Regions from separate parts of the Mus musculus genome. Here regions 1, 2, 3 and 5 are each linked to region 4. The links are chromatin contacts, called in public promoter capture Hi-C maps. All regions are on one chromosome and are shown on one strand. The core of a region is the stretch at or near the end of the contact, and the rest is flanking DNA. Distances in the headings are between cores, read along the strand shown.

The links. Promoter capture Hi-C pulls out the DNA fragments that hold promoters and counts their contacts. Capture Hi-C pulls out chosen DNA fragments and counts their contacts.
Region 1: a promoter capture Hi-C map of pre-B cells shows a contact between it and region 4, with 5 times the contacts expected there. The contact joins the promoter of Lima1 here to the promoter of Map3k12 in region 4. A contact is called at or near these places in 3 of 39 promoter capture datasets (liver and pre-B cells).
Region 2: a contact with region 4 is called in a promoter capture Hi-C map of adipose tissue, with 2.8 times the contacts expected there. The contact joins the promoter of Gpd1 here to the promoter of Map3k12 in region 4. A contact is called at or near these places in 2 of 39 promoter capture datasets (liver and pre-B cells), 1 of 115 datasets of contacts at active chromatin or transcription factors (astrocytes) and 1 of 9 other capture datasets (adipose tissue).
Region 3: a contact with region 4 is called in a promoter capture Hi-C map of pre-B cells, with 4 times the contacts expected there. The contact joins the promoter of Csrnp2 here to the promoter of Map3k12 in region 4. A contact is called at or near these places in 2 of 39 promoter capture datasets (liver and pre-B cells), 1 of 115 datasets of contacts at active chromatin or transcription factors (astrocytes) and 1 of 9 other capture datasets (adipose tissue).
Region 5: a contact with region 4 is called in a promoter capture Hi-C map of pre-B cells, with 4 times the contacts expected there. The contact joins the promoter of Cers5 here to the promoter of Map3k12 in region 4. A contact is called at or near these places in 3 of 39 promoter capture datasets (the C10 cell line, hippocampal neurons and pre-B cells).

What each region holds. Positions count from the first base shown.
Region 1 is chr15:99,874,080-99,876,779 of GRCm38.p6, reverse strand. Lima1 (LIM domain and actin binding 1) reads left to right here and starts at 1,324. Exons shown (of 11, transcript NM_001113545.1): 1 at 1,324-1,447.
Region 2 is chr15:99,716,309-99,719,008 of GRCm38.p6, reverse strand. Gpd1 (glycerol-3-phosphate dehydrogenase 1 (soluble)) reads right to left here and starts at 1,422. Exons shown (of 8, transcript NM_010271.3): 1 at 1,361-1,422; 2 at 680-857. The coding sequence starts at 1,401. The region is part of intron 2 of Gm16537 (predicted gene 16537); the gene reads left to right.
Region 3 is chr15:100,493,933-100,496,632 of GRCm38.p6, reverse strand. Csrnp2 (cysteine-serine-rich nuclear protein 2) reads left to right here and starts at 1,394. Exons shown (of 5, transcript NM_153407.2): 1 at 1,394-1,599.
Region 4 is chr15:102,515,622-102,518,321 of GRCm38.p6, reverse strand. It overlaps Map3k12 (mitogen-activated protein kinase kinase kinase 12), which reads left to right and starts at 1,318. Exons shown (of 16, transcript NM_001163643.1): 1 at 1,318-1,534. It overlaps Tarbp2 (TARBP2, RISC loading complex RNA binding subunit), which reads right to left and starts at 130. Exons shown (of 9, transcript NM_009319.3): 1 at 1-130.
Region 5 is chr15:99,771,144-99,773,918 of GRCm38.p6, reverse strand. It overlaps Cers5 (ceramide synthase 5), which reads left to right and starts at 1,404. Exons shown (of 10, transcript NM_028015.2): 1 at 1,404-1,736. The coding sequence starts at 1,540.

The DNA of each region.
Region 1 (2,700 bases), core at 75-2,574, 2.6 Mb after region 4:
TTAATCTTCGAATAAAGTTAATTTGCTTCTTTAGTACATTTATCCAGAAATCAGTCTAGGTTAGATTTTTGAATGATATTCTATCCTTGGTGAATGGCTCAATTCCTTAAAACTTGTTCATCAACAGCTTTTTGTAGGTTTCTTGTTTTGTTCCTTTTGGGTTATTCTCACTCTGTAACACTGGACATCCAGGGACTCAAGGCAACCATCCTACCTCAGTTGCCAGGATAAAGGCCACATGTCCTGTGCCCTTTGCCAGTGACTGCTTTAGGAGTTGAACAAATCTTTCTACCACTGGCCCTTATGATACTAATCAACACTCACATGAAAAGCCTCAGAATTCCTTTCGTTTGGTATGTCACTAGACCTCAGGAAAGGATACTATCAAAAGGCTTCGTGCAGAGAGGAATGGTGGTGGAGCCAAGAATCTGAGGGCTGGATGGCCACATGCTATGTCTCCTCATGATCTATTCAGACCCTCACATTCCTAGTGCAGAAACAGAAACAGGTCTTGCAGACACTGTTGAGAAGTGCAAGCCCACTCTAGGGTGTGTGCTACTACCCTTCTCTTAGAGCCTCTTTTAAAAAAGACTTTTATTTAATCTTATTAGTATGTATATGTGTGTGAGTGTGTGATGTGTGTGCAGTTCCTCACGGACGCCAGAAAATGGTATCAGGTTCCCCAGGTGCTGGAGTTACGGGCAGTTTTGTGAGCCAACAGCTCAAAGATCACTTCAGCTACACTGTGAGTTCCAGGCTAATCTCAGCTACATGTGATGACCCTCCTCTGTCTCAAAAGAAAATGAAGGAAAACCACCCGTTGTTGAAAAAAACAAAAAACCAAAAACCAAACAAACAAAACCCATAGCTCTTGGAGAACTTGGACACCACCTACTCTTATCTAATCCTATCCTTTCCTGAGGAAACTCAGGTCCACTGAGGTGAAGTGATCCAATGTAGTCTGAGCCAGGCCTCTTTGGCAGCTCTTTGCAGCACAGGGCATGGCCTCTCTTAAAATACCTTTCCACAGAACTTACCCCGACAGCACCAGGAACTTCCCTGAAGTTGCACTTAGACCAGATTTCTGGGTGAGTCTCAGATCAAACTGCTGCAATCTCTAGTCAGAGAGAGATAGGGTGAGCCAGAAAGGGGACACGACCAAGTTGGAGGCTGACACAGGAGCCACGCCTCCTGCAACACCACCGCTACTAGGGCGACGCTCCGGTCACGAGTTGAACACGCCGCCGGGAGCGAGCACGTTCGCTCCAAGGCCGCGCGGGAGGCGGGAGACGGGCGCGCCTCCGCGGCAGGGGGCGGGGCTCTGAGCGGGGCCGGGGCGGGGCCGCGGAGCTGAAGGTGCTGCAGCCCAGTTGCGACAGGTGCGCTGGGCAGACAGAGCGCAGGACCGTGGCCGTGCAGCGCCGAGCCCCGACGGCTTTCTAGTCAGGTAAGCGCTTCCTCTCGCCTCGCCCTCCGCAGCCTGCATGCGCGCGGAGACCCTGCTGAGCCCCGCACTCTCCCCGCGTATTTTGAGGCGGTGGGTAGCAGGAGCAGGAGGCTCACCCCTTGGGGTCCACGTTGGAGGAGCCTCCCATGCTCCGCCCTCCCTTCTGGGAAGTCCAAGGGACTGAGACTTCGCTGCCTGGGCCCCTGGTCTCGCACGGGATGGAGGGAAAGTGGCATTTCATCAAAAGTTAAAACACCCTCTTAGGGAGGTAATCCTGCCACTCTTTCCTTCTTCCACGCGGCCGTTCCTTTTCCAATTTTTCTCCCGTCCATTCCTCCAGATGAACTCTGGTTAAGACTTAACATCCTTCCGAACAGTTCCTACTTGCTGTGTCCTTCCCAAATCGCTATGGTGTACTTGAGCTGGGATCCACTGCTCACTCGCATCCGTAGGTGTTAATATTAGGTAACTGTACACCCCTGGCCACACACACTGGAGCTCGAAGTCGTGGGTGCTAGGAGCGAACCATCTGGCACCCGTCCTAGCCTTCTTATTGGTGCTCACAACAATGAGTTTAGCTGATCCTGGTGAGAGATACTGATCTGCTATTGTCTTGCAACTAATTCCAGCTCTCAAAAATCTGCCTAATCCAAATGGTTCTGTTGACTTTGCAAGTTAGCCGAAGACTGTGAGGTTATGTTTTTAAGACGTTGACCTTTGGAGGGCAGATCATCCTTGGCACGGAAGTGGGTGAGTGGGCTACTTTGTATCTACATAGTTACTGGTACAAATACCTAGTCCAGTTAGTCTATGGACGACCAAGTGTGATCATGTTTAGACAGCCTTCAAAAAGCTATAGAGTTAGCAGGAAAGAACAACTCCTCCTCAGTCGTTGTCTTCTCCTCCTCCTCTCCCTCCTTTTTCTTCTTCTCTTCCTCTTTCTGCTTCTTCAGAGAATCCCTGACTAGCCTTGAGCTGGCTATCTAGCTTTGGCTGCCTGAAATATGGCTGCCTCTGCATCTTGAATGTTAGGATTAAAGGTGTGCTCCACTGTCCCTGACCTTCAATATATATATATATATATATATATATATATATATATATATATATATATATATATATATATATATATATATATATATATATATATATATATATTTTAAAAATTACCATTTGTGTGATGTGTGTGCATGAATACCAGCCATCGTGCTATGGTAGGCTTGTGGAGGTCAGAGGGCAGCTTATAGGAGTTG
Region 2 (2,700 bases), core at 173-2,672, 2.8 Mb after region 4:
TATCAGAACTTCTGTGTTCCCTGTCCCCAGCTCTCCTGGGGCACTGAAGCTTCCTAGAACACGCCTGCCTCCACGCTGCCACACGTTTAGCCCTTGGCTATGGGTCAGTGAAGACTGCCAAAGGCAGCCTAGGCCTGGCAGGGGGAAGAGGCCAACTAAGATTTCATCACTGCTGCGTCTTAGGGGCCCGAACTTGGCAGTGGGAGCCCCAGTCTCCCTGCGGACTCTCTGTCCCCCCTTTCTAGGTGAGGAGAATGCCATATGGATTTGACCAAAGACCAAAAGTCCAATGATCAGCCTTCAGATCTGCTAATAACCAGTGAATGAGTAACAGGGTTAGAGTTCAGGGCAGGCAGGAGAAGTTGGACCCCGAGTCCGGGAGCCTGAGAACCAGCCTTTGGTTGCCATGGAGACCCCTCTTTTCCACCTAGCACCTCTAAGGGGTGGTACATTCAGATTCCAGAAAGATTCCAAAAGAGTAATATAGGGGCTTAATGGGGGAGGGGTACTCCAGGCCTAGAGCACCCCGCCTGCTGCTCCACCAAGCCAGCGGGCGCCTACAGTGGCCTCCTCCCCTCCTCTGGGAAGGAGGCACCTCGAAGTCACTTTTGCGTGTTGACTGAGTATACCCTTTCCTTGCCTCGCTCTCTCTCTCTTCTCACATCGAGTTGGAGCTCACCACATTGGGGGGCAGCTTGTGCCCTGGCAGGTATTTAACATTCTCGTGCTGAGTGTTGATGATCTCAGTTAGCTTTCTGCCCCCGATGTCTTCCTCAAACACCCACATGGTCACCCGTGGGTCAAAGTGTGCCAGCCGGCCTGCATTGCTACCCACGATCTTGGCAATGGCTGAGCCCCTGGCGGGAGAGGAAACACAGGAAAGTGGACTAGGGTGACAGGGAGGAGGGGGAGGAACTCATAAAGCTTGTTGGATTTTTTTTTACCTCCTGCCTCTCACTCTCACGTCACTCCGCCCCCCTACTCCCACCCTGGTCCCCTATGATGAATGTGTCTCCCACAACTGGCAATAGAAGATTCAATCTATCCAGTCTTTGCTGCTGGGGAGGTGGGCTAGCCTTCCCTACACCGCGCAGGCAGCTTCTCAGGCAGGGAAGGCAACAGCACTCTGCTCACCTTCCTGTGGTGAACAGGTGCAGCGCCCAGGCGGGCACAGCCGGGAGGCTGGGCACAGACTGTCCTGTGTACCGTAAGCACTGGAGACGGCAGCAGGAGTCCAGCTGGCTCCTGAGGGCATTTCCTACCCTCTGCCCGCTTCCTGCTCACCCAGCCTCCCTCCGCGGAGCCCCTCAGCCCTCGGAGAGCCCTTCCCTCCCCCCCTGCCCTTCACAGAACCACTCACCAGTTGCCAGAGCCGACAATGCAGACTTTCTTGCCAGCCATGGTGCTGCTTGCTGCTTCTCTGCCCCGGCGGGTGTGGGCTCCGAGTATTTAACTCCACCACACGTGGGTGCAGCCAAGCTCCGCCCCTGAGGTGGCCCAGAGGCTGGCACCCAGGGACTAGGAGTCTGGCCTGCAGAAAGGGTAGTAAAGGGGACAGACAGGTGGAGAACAGGACTGAGGCTGAGGCCAGGCCAGCTTTTCCTCTCGAGTTCCCAGCTGACAGTGCTGGCCAGCTTCTTCCCTCGTTTGGCCTCGGCTTAGTTCTCCACCTACGTATTGGTATTGAGTCTGGTCAAGAAACAGTAACACCCCCCCCCCCCCAGCTATCACACCCCCCCCCAGCTATCACACCCCCCCCCCCCAGCTATGCCTTCAGTCTCCAGCACTGAAATAAACTGCAACTGACAGGGCTCGGCATGGTGGTGCATGTCTTTAACCCCAGCGCTTGGGAAGCAGAGGCAAGAGGGTCTCGATGAGTTCGAGGCTAGTCTGTTTCAGAGAGAGAGAGAAAAAAGCACTAGCGTCAGCAACAGCGATGTTTTCAAAGGCAAACGCCTCATCGCTCTCGCTAGCTAGCATGTGCCTCCCCCAGATCCTCAGCTGTTCCACTCCCATGATGTCCCATGATGGTAGCTCCACCACGGGCTCTGGGTGAGAGGATCAAGGGATGTGAGCACCTTCTAGGGAATAATACTACAATACCACATACACAGTAAGGGGCTGCTTTGGTGTATACCCCCACCCCGACCAAGGATTAAAATATCTCGGGAGAAAATGGACATAGTGGTGCACACCTTTAATCCTGGCGTTCAGGAGGCAGAGGTAGGTGAATCTCTGTGTGTTTGAGGCCAGCCTGGTCTACAGAGTGAGTTCCCAGATAGTGGGGGGGGGGGGGTTACATAAAGAAACCCTGTCTTGGAAAACTAAAAATAACAAGGTCATCTTGGTTACTTGCAGGTCAGGGACCCACAGGTTGCCCCTTCACCTCAGATAATCTCCGTTTGAAGGTCTCTAAAGGGAAGGAAGGTCAAAGGCCACTGGTGACACGTGGCCCACCCACACTCCTTCCAGGCTTCAGGAAGGGCAGAAGGTGGTGGCCAGCACATGCTCCTGGATAAGCCTGATCTCCCTTCAATTTCTTCTCTCAGGCTCTGCTTATCCCACAGGGACCCTTAAATTAAACAGCTGGTTACAGTCTCTAGACAGGGCCAGAGAAGCCAGTTACAGCAGCAGCCTCTAAAACTCAAGGGTAGCCATGTCTCCGCAGCTCTGTGGTCTCTGATGCCGGTGTGGGTGTGT
Region 3 (2,700 bases), core at 145-2,644, 2.0 Mb after region 4:
CGCTTTTTTCATGAAAAGATTTGAATAGCACACACACACACACACACACACACACACACACCCTACATAAAGTTTAATCCTGTCGTGCATCCACCTAGCCAATAAATACTCACTGTGCTCCTAAATGTCAAATAACCAGATTTTAAAAACCTGGTATTGAGAATACAATAAATAAACAACTCTTCAATTCAAGTTCCATGGAATCCAGTCAAGACAGAAGACTAAAAAACAACAAATACAAGTGGTAGTGATGCCAAGGAAATAAAGAGACCAAAAGAAGCAGTTATTTCAAATCATGGCTCTCATTCCAGTACTTAAGAAGCTAAAGCAGGCTTTTAAAATGGGAGGCAGGCAGATCTTGGGGTTCAAGGCCAGCCTGGTCTACAGAGGGAGTTCCAGGACAGCCAACGCCACAGAGAAACCCTGTCTCAAATAAACAAATTCAAAACCATCTTGAGCTAAAAAGACCCTGTTCAAAACCAAACGGTGTGTGTGTGTGTGTGTGTGTGTGTGTGTGTGTATGTGTGTGTGTGTGTAATGTATTACCTCTCTAATATGAAGACCTGAATAGTTACTAACTGAACCAACGTATGGCTGGTTGGCATAAGATTGTAAAGGTAAGCCGGGCGTGGTGGCACACGCCTTTAATCCCAGCACTTGGGAGGCAGAGGCAGGCAGATTTCTGAGTTTGAGGCCAGCCTTGTCTACAAAGTGAGTTCCAGGACAGCCAGAGCTATAACTTTTTGGTCCATATTTTGCCCACTTTAAAGATGAACTGCAAAACTGTGATTATCAGAGACAATAATTAAAAAAAGAAAAGAAAAGAAAAATTTAAGAATGTGAAGAAATCAGCCCGTATAGTGGCGCACGCCGTTATCCAGCATTCAGGACGCAGAGGCAGGTGGATCTCTTCAGTTCGAGGCCAGCCTGGAATAGTGTGAGTTCCAGGGCAGCCAGAGCCATGTAGAGAGACCCCGTTTGGGGTGGGAAAAATGTTGAAATCGATCCATCATATAAATAGATAGGTCATTGCTCATAATTTCTCTTATAAATTAGGCCAGCTGCAGCAAGTCATATGGGACAACCCCGTGAGAATCACGTTCCCCAGGCATGGGGTGAGGTTCTGGTGCGAGGAAGTGTAGCCGAGGATCCGCAGCCTCCCGCTTCAAGGCGGGCAACTGCCCTACAGGCGCTCTCCGGGGTCCGCCGCGAATGTTCCAGGGTGGGCGAGGGCTTTTGGGCACTGGCCGCCTCCAACTCCCGGCATGCCTTGGGTGTGGGCCAAGTGTAGACTCCATTTCCCAGGCTGCCCCGGGCCTCGGCCGCGACGCGCCGGCGCCTATAAGAGGCAGAGCGCTGCAGCCGGAGCCTATTGTTAGCCGGAGCCGGGACGGTTCTGGTCTTCGCTGCCCGGGGAGCCAGAGTGCAGAGCCGCCCGACCCCCGCCGCCTGCCGGCCGGCCCACACACCCTGCAGCCCCGAGAGCCACGCGACGGGCCTGGGAGCCGGCACGCCTCGGTCTCCCCTCCTTGCACACGGGCTGAGTAGGCAGCGGGGGCGGCGGAGACCGTGACGGGAGAAGCGGCTGCGGCGGGGCCGGTAATGGGCCTGGGGTGCGGGGAGGAGGGGTCCGCCTCGTCCTTGCCTGGCAGCAGTTCTCGGGCAGCCGTGGAGCAGCGCTCCGGCGCCGAGCTGTGCGGACTAAGGAGGCGGGGGGCGGGGAGCCGAGGCGCCTCTGGGAAGAGGCGTGAGAGCTAGGGGCGCCGGGGACGCGGGTCGGGCTGCAGGCTAGCTCGAGGGATGGATGGGCGGCTTGGAAGCCGGCTGGATTGCGGCTGACGGCTGAGTTCGGAATGGAGTGGGCAGTGATGTAGGATGGAGGGAAGTGAAGGAAGGGGAGGGGGCCTGGAGGAAAATGTGGGAGGAGTGGTTGGGAATTTGTGAGTAGCAGGCAGGAGGATGTGGAAGGCTGTGGGGACTGCAGAAGATGGAAATGAGCGGGAAGGTTAGCGGGAATCCATGGGTTGAGAGCGGAAGGGTTCTTCAGCGGTGCTGAGGGGAACTGGTGACTTGGCATGTCCCTTCTGCTCTGATTCCCGATGTCTCCCATTTTTTCTGGCGTTGTGTGCAAAAATGAGAGCATCACTTGTCCCGGGTGCTAGCTTGATCCTTTTCGCAGGCCTAAACACGCAGCCGCCTGCCATCCATCCTTTGAGTGCTATGGTCTTGATTCACCCTTTTAGAAGGGTTGAGAGTGACAGTGTGACACAGAAACCATTCTTCAGTATGAAAGGTTAGAAGTTATCCCCAAGAGATGACACTGTTCCCCGTGTCCTCCAGTTTTCGTGGTTAGAACCCCAGCCGATTCACATTCTCCTTTTCTTTGGTGGCTTTAAATTTTACAGATATCCAAAACCAGGGTGTTGGTGTGTGGGAGAGTTATAAATGGCGATATCCTTCCGAGGAGAGTTAATGCGGCATCATGTTCCAGGTCTCTCACAAAGCTCTGTGTCTTCTAGGATGTGGCTTTAATGTAGGAAGCCGAATTCTAACCTAAACGGGGACAACCTGGGGAGTAGAGGAGGGAAGGGGCCTTCTTTAAATACCTAGCTTAAGGAGGAGGTTTACACCGAGTGTCTTCCCACTTCCACGATCTTGGGGATCGCAAGGACACGTAGAGCCATAAGATAGTATTTGCGA
Region 4 (2,700 bases), core at 69-2,568:
CCTTCTGGGAGGAGCAGACCCTCGGCGGAAGCTTCCCAAGCTACTACGAGTGGGTTGGGTTTTTTGTTTTTTTGGTTTTTTTTTTTTCCTAATGTCATTCCCGCCTTCCTCCTTGCGCACCGCCTCCTCCCAAGCCGACACTGTGAGCATGCGTATTAGCTGCGTGTAGGCGGCCAGGGGCGGGGCGGTAAGGTCTGTCTCCCTGAGAGAACTACAGAACCCAGGCGCCAGCGCGTCATTCGGGCGCCGCTGCGGGCTTCGCTGCTTTATTGGCTATACTGAGAGCGACTTCCTGTAGGCGCTTGCAGATTGGTCACTTGGCCCAGAGGGCGGAGACGAGGAAAGGTGTAGCCTTCTCCTTGAGGAAAGGCTGTGATTGGCCGAAGTCCTTTTGCTGCCCCAGAGGGTGTGCCTTACCTGGCCACCCCCACCCCAGAGCTCTGGGGTTTTATAAGTCCGGAGTTCTCCTCAGACCCGGTCTCCCAGGCTGTAGCGTAAGCTTCTCAGCACTCCGTGTCAAAAAACCCGTTGCTTTTCTGTGGCTTGTCCTTCGCCTCTCTTCACTAACTCCACGCAGCCTGACAGGGTTCGTGCCTCTTTAGATCAGCCCTAGTGAACCTCTTTTAACTGTCCCGAGAATCATTAGATGGACCTTCTGTGTTTAGTCTCACCTGAAAGAGCACAGGAATAATTAACGAACTAATATACGCGCAGAGCTTAACGATTACCTTTGGCTCTCCAAAGCCTTGATACCACCAGAGTGAAAGAAATATGGGAAATCTTGTGACCTTGGACAGAAGGAGAAAGTGATACCACGAAAAACGTGATTCAAAGAGTGTTTTTTAAAATGGGTCTAGGATAAGATGTCTTGCTAGAAAGGAATAGGGTTAGAGGTAAGAGGAATCAGTAATGAAAACGAGCGATCGGTCATCCAGGAGCACAGAAGTGGGAAGGGACCTACGGCTGGGTGGATTCCAATTGGGTGAAAATGGAGCAGCGACGAGGGAAGGCCAGCTGGAGATGTCGGTATGACAAGGGACCAGTGCCAGAGCGTTGTGTATACTGATGGACTGCGCTCTCGGGGTGTAGGAAAGAATCTGTAAGACAGGTCACAAGGGGATCCTACAGATTCCGCATGAGGACCAAAGTGGAACTGCCGTAGAACACCTCCAGGAAGGAGCCTGGATCGCGCCGGATGGCAGCCACAGGCTCCTTTAAGAGGCCGGCGACTCCAGCGCAGCATCCCCCGCTCAGGGCGTGTCCGTCCCGGGGGGCCAGGGGCGGGGGCTTTGGAAGGAGCGGGAGTTCAAGTCGAGTGGGGACGGGGCTTCGAGTAGGGGGTGGGGGCTAAAAGCTGGGGCTGACACCCGTACACCTGAGTTCCACACGAGCATCGCCGGTGACAGCTCTCCAGGTCCGGTGGAGGGCAACGGGGGGAGGAGGGAAGGAGGAGGAGGAGGAGGAGGCGGGAGCAGCATCCGGAGCGGAGCTGCAGCAGCGCCGCCTTTTGTGCTGCGGCCGCGGAGCCCCCGAGGTGAGAGCCTGGGCGACTTGTGGGGGTGGGGGGCAGGGATGGGTTCGGGTCTTGGGATCCTGGCGTGGAGGGAGGGTCGGGATACAATTGTGGCGTGGTGGGGGAGGAGGTGACTCGAGGATGCTGAAGCTGTGGTATGAAGGAACTAGAGCCCTGGACCCGACGCCTGGAGATAGGAAGGAACCGGGCGAAGCTGAGGGATGCGGCGGCCCAGCTTGGAGACCAAGAGCCTCCAAAGCTGTGGTGGATTATGCGAGGATGAGGGTGGCTAGGGGAAGACCTAAAGGACAGCGGGCAAGAGCACGTCCTCTCCTCCTCAACCTCAGGACCTAGAAAGGAGGGAGAATTGTGGCCCCCTCCAGGGAAGGGATGGAAGGGCAAGGCCTAATATACCCACCGCCCCCCTCCCCCACTCCTGCACCTAATAGGCTCTACCTGAAAATTAGGCTGCACCTACACCTGCATGCCCTGGCAGGGCCCTCTCCCCCGTCCATCTGTAATCCCTCTAATCTCCAGCTGTGGCATTCCCTACCGTCCAGCTGTTGCACCCCGTCCTCCATTTGGATGTAGTTTTCTCTCTCTTCTGCCTGCTCGTCTCTGGTTTCCTTAACCCATTTCCCTAGTCAGGCGCTTCACAAACCTCCCTTTTTCTCACACACTCACCAAACTCCTTGGCTTACAATCTTGGTAGGCAAGGCTTTGGCTGAGGGTAGAAAGAGAAGAGGGGTGGGTTCCATAAACAGTAGTAGGGCTGCAGGGAGGAGCCTTGCGGCTCTCTGTCTTCTGCCTCTTTGGCCTTCAACCAAAAGAGCATGCACATGAGGTCTCACACACCCCAGGCACCTGGAGCCTCACTCTAAACTCTCTTCTGATTCTCCCAGCCGCCTCGTGGTTTTCAGGCAGAGGGTCATCCCAAGCTTACACCAGTAGCAAGAATTTGGAAAGGAAACAGCCCAAGTTCCCTCTGGGCCTTGCTGTCCAAACATTAGTGTTTACAAGTTCAAGAGTGCTGCCATCTCTCATGGAAAGTTATCTGGGCCCCAAGTTGGGTCTAACCAACTGTTGACTTCCAGGAAGACCCCAAGGTCCAATACTTGCCAAGTCCTAGATCTTTGGTGGATGGAGGTGGAAGATGGAAGGTGTGGCTGGGGTTTCCTAGACTTCTT
Region 5 (2,775 bases), core at 155-2,654, 2.7 Mb after region 4:
CAAATCCCAGCAACCACATGGTGGCTCACAACTATCTGTAATGAGATCTGATCCCCTCTTCTGGGGGTGTCTGAAGATAGCTACAGTGTACTTACATATAATAAATAAATAGGCCAAAGCGATCTGGGCCCAAGCGGGCTGGAAACAATAAATAAATAAAAAAATAAAGTTGAGGTGGTTTGTAAGATAAGGAAATGAGAGTTCTGGAGTCTAAGTATTTTCTTTCTTTTTTTTTTAAGATTTATTTATTTATTATATCTAAGTATACTGTAGCTATCTTCAGACACTACAGAAGAGGGAGTCAGATCTCATTACAGATGGTTGTGAGCCACCATGTGGTTGCTGGGATTTGAACTCCAGACCTTCGGAAGAGCAGTCGGGTGCTCTTACCCACTGAGACATCTCACCAGCCCCTCTAATTATTTTCTAATTACAGCTGTTGGTCTATATGACTTTGGGCAAACTATTCTGCCTCTTTGGACTTCAGTTTATTCCTTCATAAACTGCTACATGACAGATGTCATTAAAACTAGCGGTCATTTATTTTCCTTTTGCCTTGTTGCTTTTTTTTCCCCCCATTACCTTCTGCCTCAAGAGGGGAGAGGAGGAACCTTTTGTCCTGTACTGTATGCAAACTGGTCTTAAAAGGAAGGGACAATTCTCTCCCTTTGGTCACCCAAGTGCGGAGCCGTCAGCTGTGAAACACTACCTCCCACAGACACTCAAAAGGGAATGGGGGTGGGATGGGGAGGTCTCATGAAGTTCATTTTGGCCCTGAACTTGCAGAGAACGACCCTGAGCCCCAAGTGGGATTACAGTGGAGGCTGGAATTACAGGCTTTTAATGTAAAGATATTTCAAAGCCTTGTGTTTTCTCTGAGAAAAAGTGAAGGTAACTTTTAAGGCCTAAAGCCAAGGAGGGGGGTGGAGATCAAGGAAGTGCAAAAAAGGAGAAGGAGGAGTAGGAGGAGGAGTATGAGGAGGAGGAGGAGGAGGAGGAGGAGGAGGAGGGGGAGGAGGAGGAGGAGGAGGAATCAACTAGGATGAACAGCACAGCCGGCTGGCTGGGACACCGGGACTGTAAGTGATGATCAGGAACGTATAGCCGGGCCGGGAGCCAGAAAGAACTTGAATCTGCTGGACTAGGAAGAGTGTTTCCAAAAGGGAGAAACTAGCCTGAGGTAGGGGTGTGACCATGGTGATGTCGAACCTGCTGAAAGAAACTGGGCGTGGCTCGGGCTGCAGGTGAGGGGCGTGACCAGGACAGGTGGGCGTGGCCAAGAAGAAATGGGCACGCGGGGCGAGGCCGGGACCCACATGAGGGGCCTGGGCTGCTGCGACGGAGAAGTGGGCGGGAAGGCGGGATGGGCGGGGAGGAGGCCATCCTTGCGGGAGAGGCGGGCTGGGCGGCTGGGAGGACCCAGGGACGGAAGAGGGTGGCCGTAGGCCGGGCCCCGCCTCGGGGCCGCCTCCCAGCGGGTTCCTTTTGCCTTGACTGCCTCCGAGGCTGTGGCGGCAGTGGCCGCCGGGCGCGCGTAAGATGGCGACTGCAGCAGCGGAAACCCTGGGCCTCCTGTGGGGTTGGCTGTGGAGCGAGAGCTTCTGGCTGCCTCAGAACGTGAGCTGGGCGGACCTGGAGGGCCCGGGCGACGGCTACGGCTACCCGCGCGCCCAGCACGTGCTGTCGGTGTTCCCGCTGGCAGTGTGCATCTTCTCCGTGAGGATGCTGTTTGAGCGGTGAGCGTTGCTGCGCGGGGCCGGGGATGGCGGGGGGTAGGGGCGGGACGCCTGGGCCGGAGACCGAGGGCCGGAAGCCGAGGCGGCGGGGCGGGGGAGCCGGGGAGCCCGGGCCGCGGCGGGGATGCTCGGAGCCCGGCGACGCGCCCCTGGAGCCTGCGTGCGCGCAGACCGCGCGAGTCTAGGGTGTGGGCGAGTGAGAGAGAATCGAGGGGAGTGCTGGGCCTCAGAAGTGCAGATCACAGAGTCGCATGGAGCTCTCGAAGGCTGCCTCCCAATCTCCAGGAACCCAAGAGTGAGTCGTGCTCCCGCAGTGCCCGGCGAGAGGAACGGGAAGGGCCTGGGAGAACCAGAATTAGCTGGGGTCCTGGAAGCTTGTGGGTTCAGTGCAAGCGCCAGAGCTTCCGAGCGACGTAGGTGGATGCATGAGATGTAATGTTTGCTAAAGTTACTTTACTTCTGGGGTTTGAAACAACAGGATCAGTTAGGCCCCAAGCCCTGATTTGTTAGCGCGTGAACGTGTTAGTATGACAGCAGACGTCTGGCTAGGATAGGGTGTGGTGAAGCCTGAGGCTTCCAACATTTGGGGAAGGTGTCAAGAGGAACTGCTGAACGGGCCTTGGAAGCCTGAGATGGGAGAAGTGGTCATTTTGAAGGCGATGGAGCCTGAGACTTTATTGGAAACAGCTTTGTGAACCAGCTTCTAAGGTGGTAGTATTCACAACATACTTTGCCCAGCTACATGCTCTGGGCAGAAGATCCCCCCCACCCCACCCCCACCCCGTTCTTCAAAGGGCTAGTCTTATCTGCTGCCAAAAAGACACTGTTCTTCAAGGATCTGATGCGATCTGTAATGAGGATCAATCATAGCTGTGTTTTTGATAAAGCTTACTCAAACTCCAAGGAAGTACTTTCCTCGTAGGCAGAGACGCCTTCTGTAAAAACCTTATCTAGAACAAACACGACACTGATGCCAGAATTCCTTTTCTAGTGTGGAGATGTGGTTAGACAAAATAATCCATTACTCAGAAGTATCTGT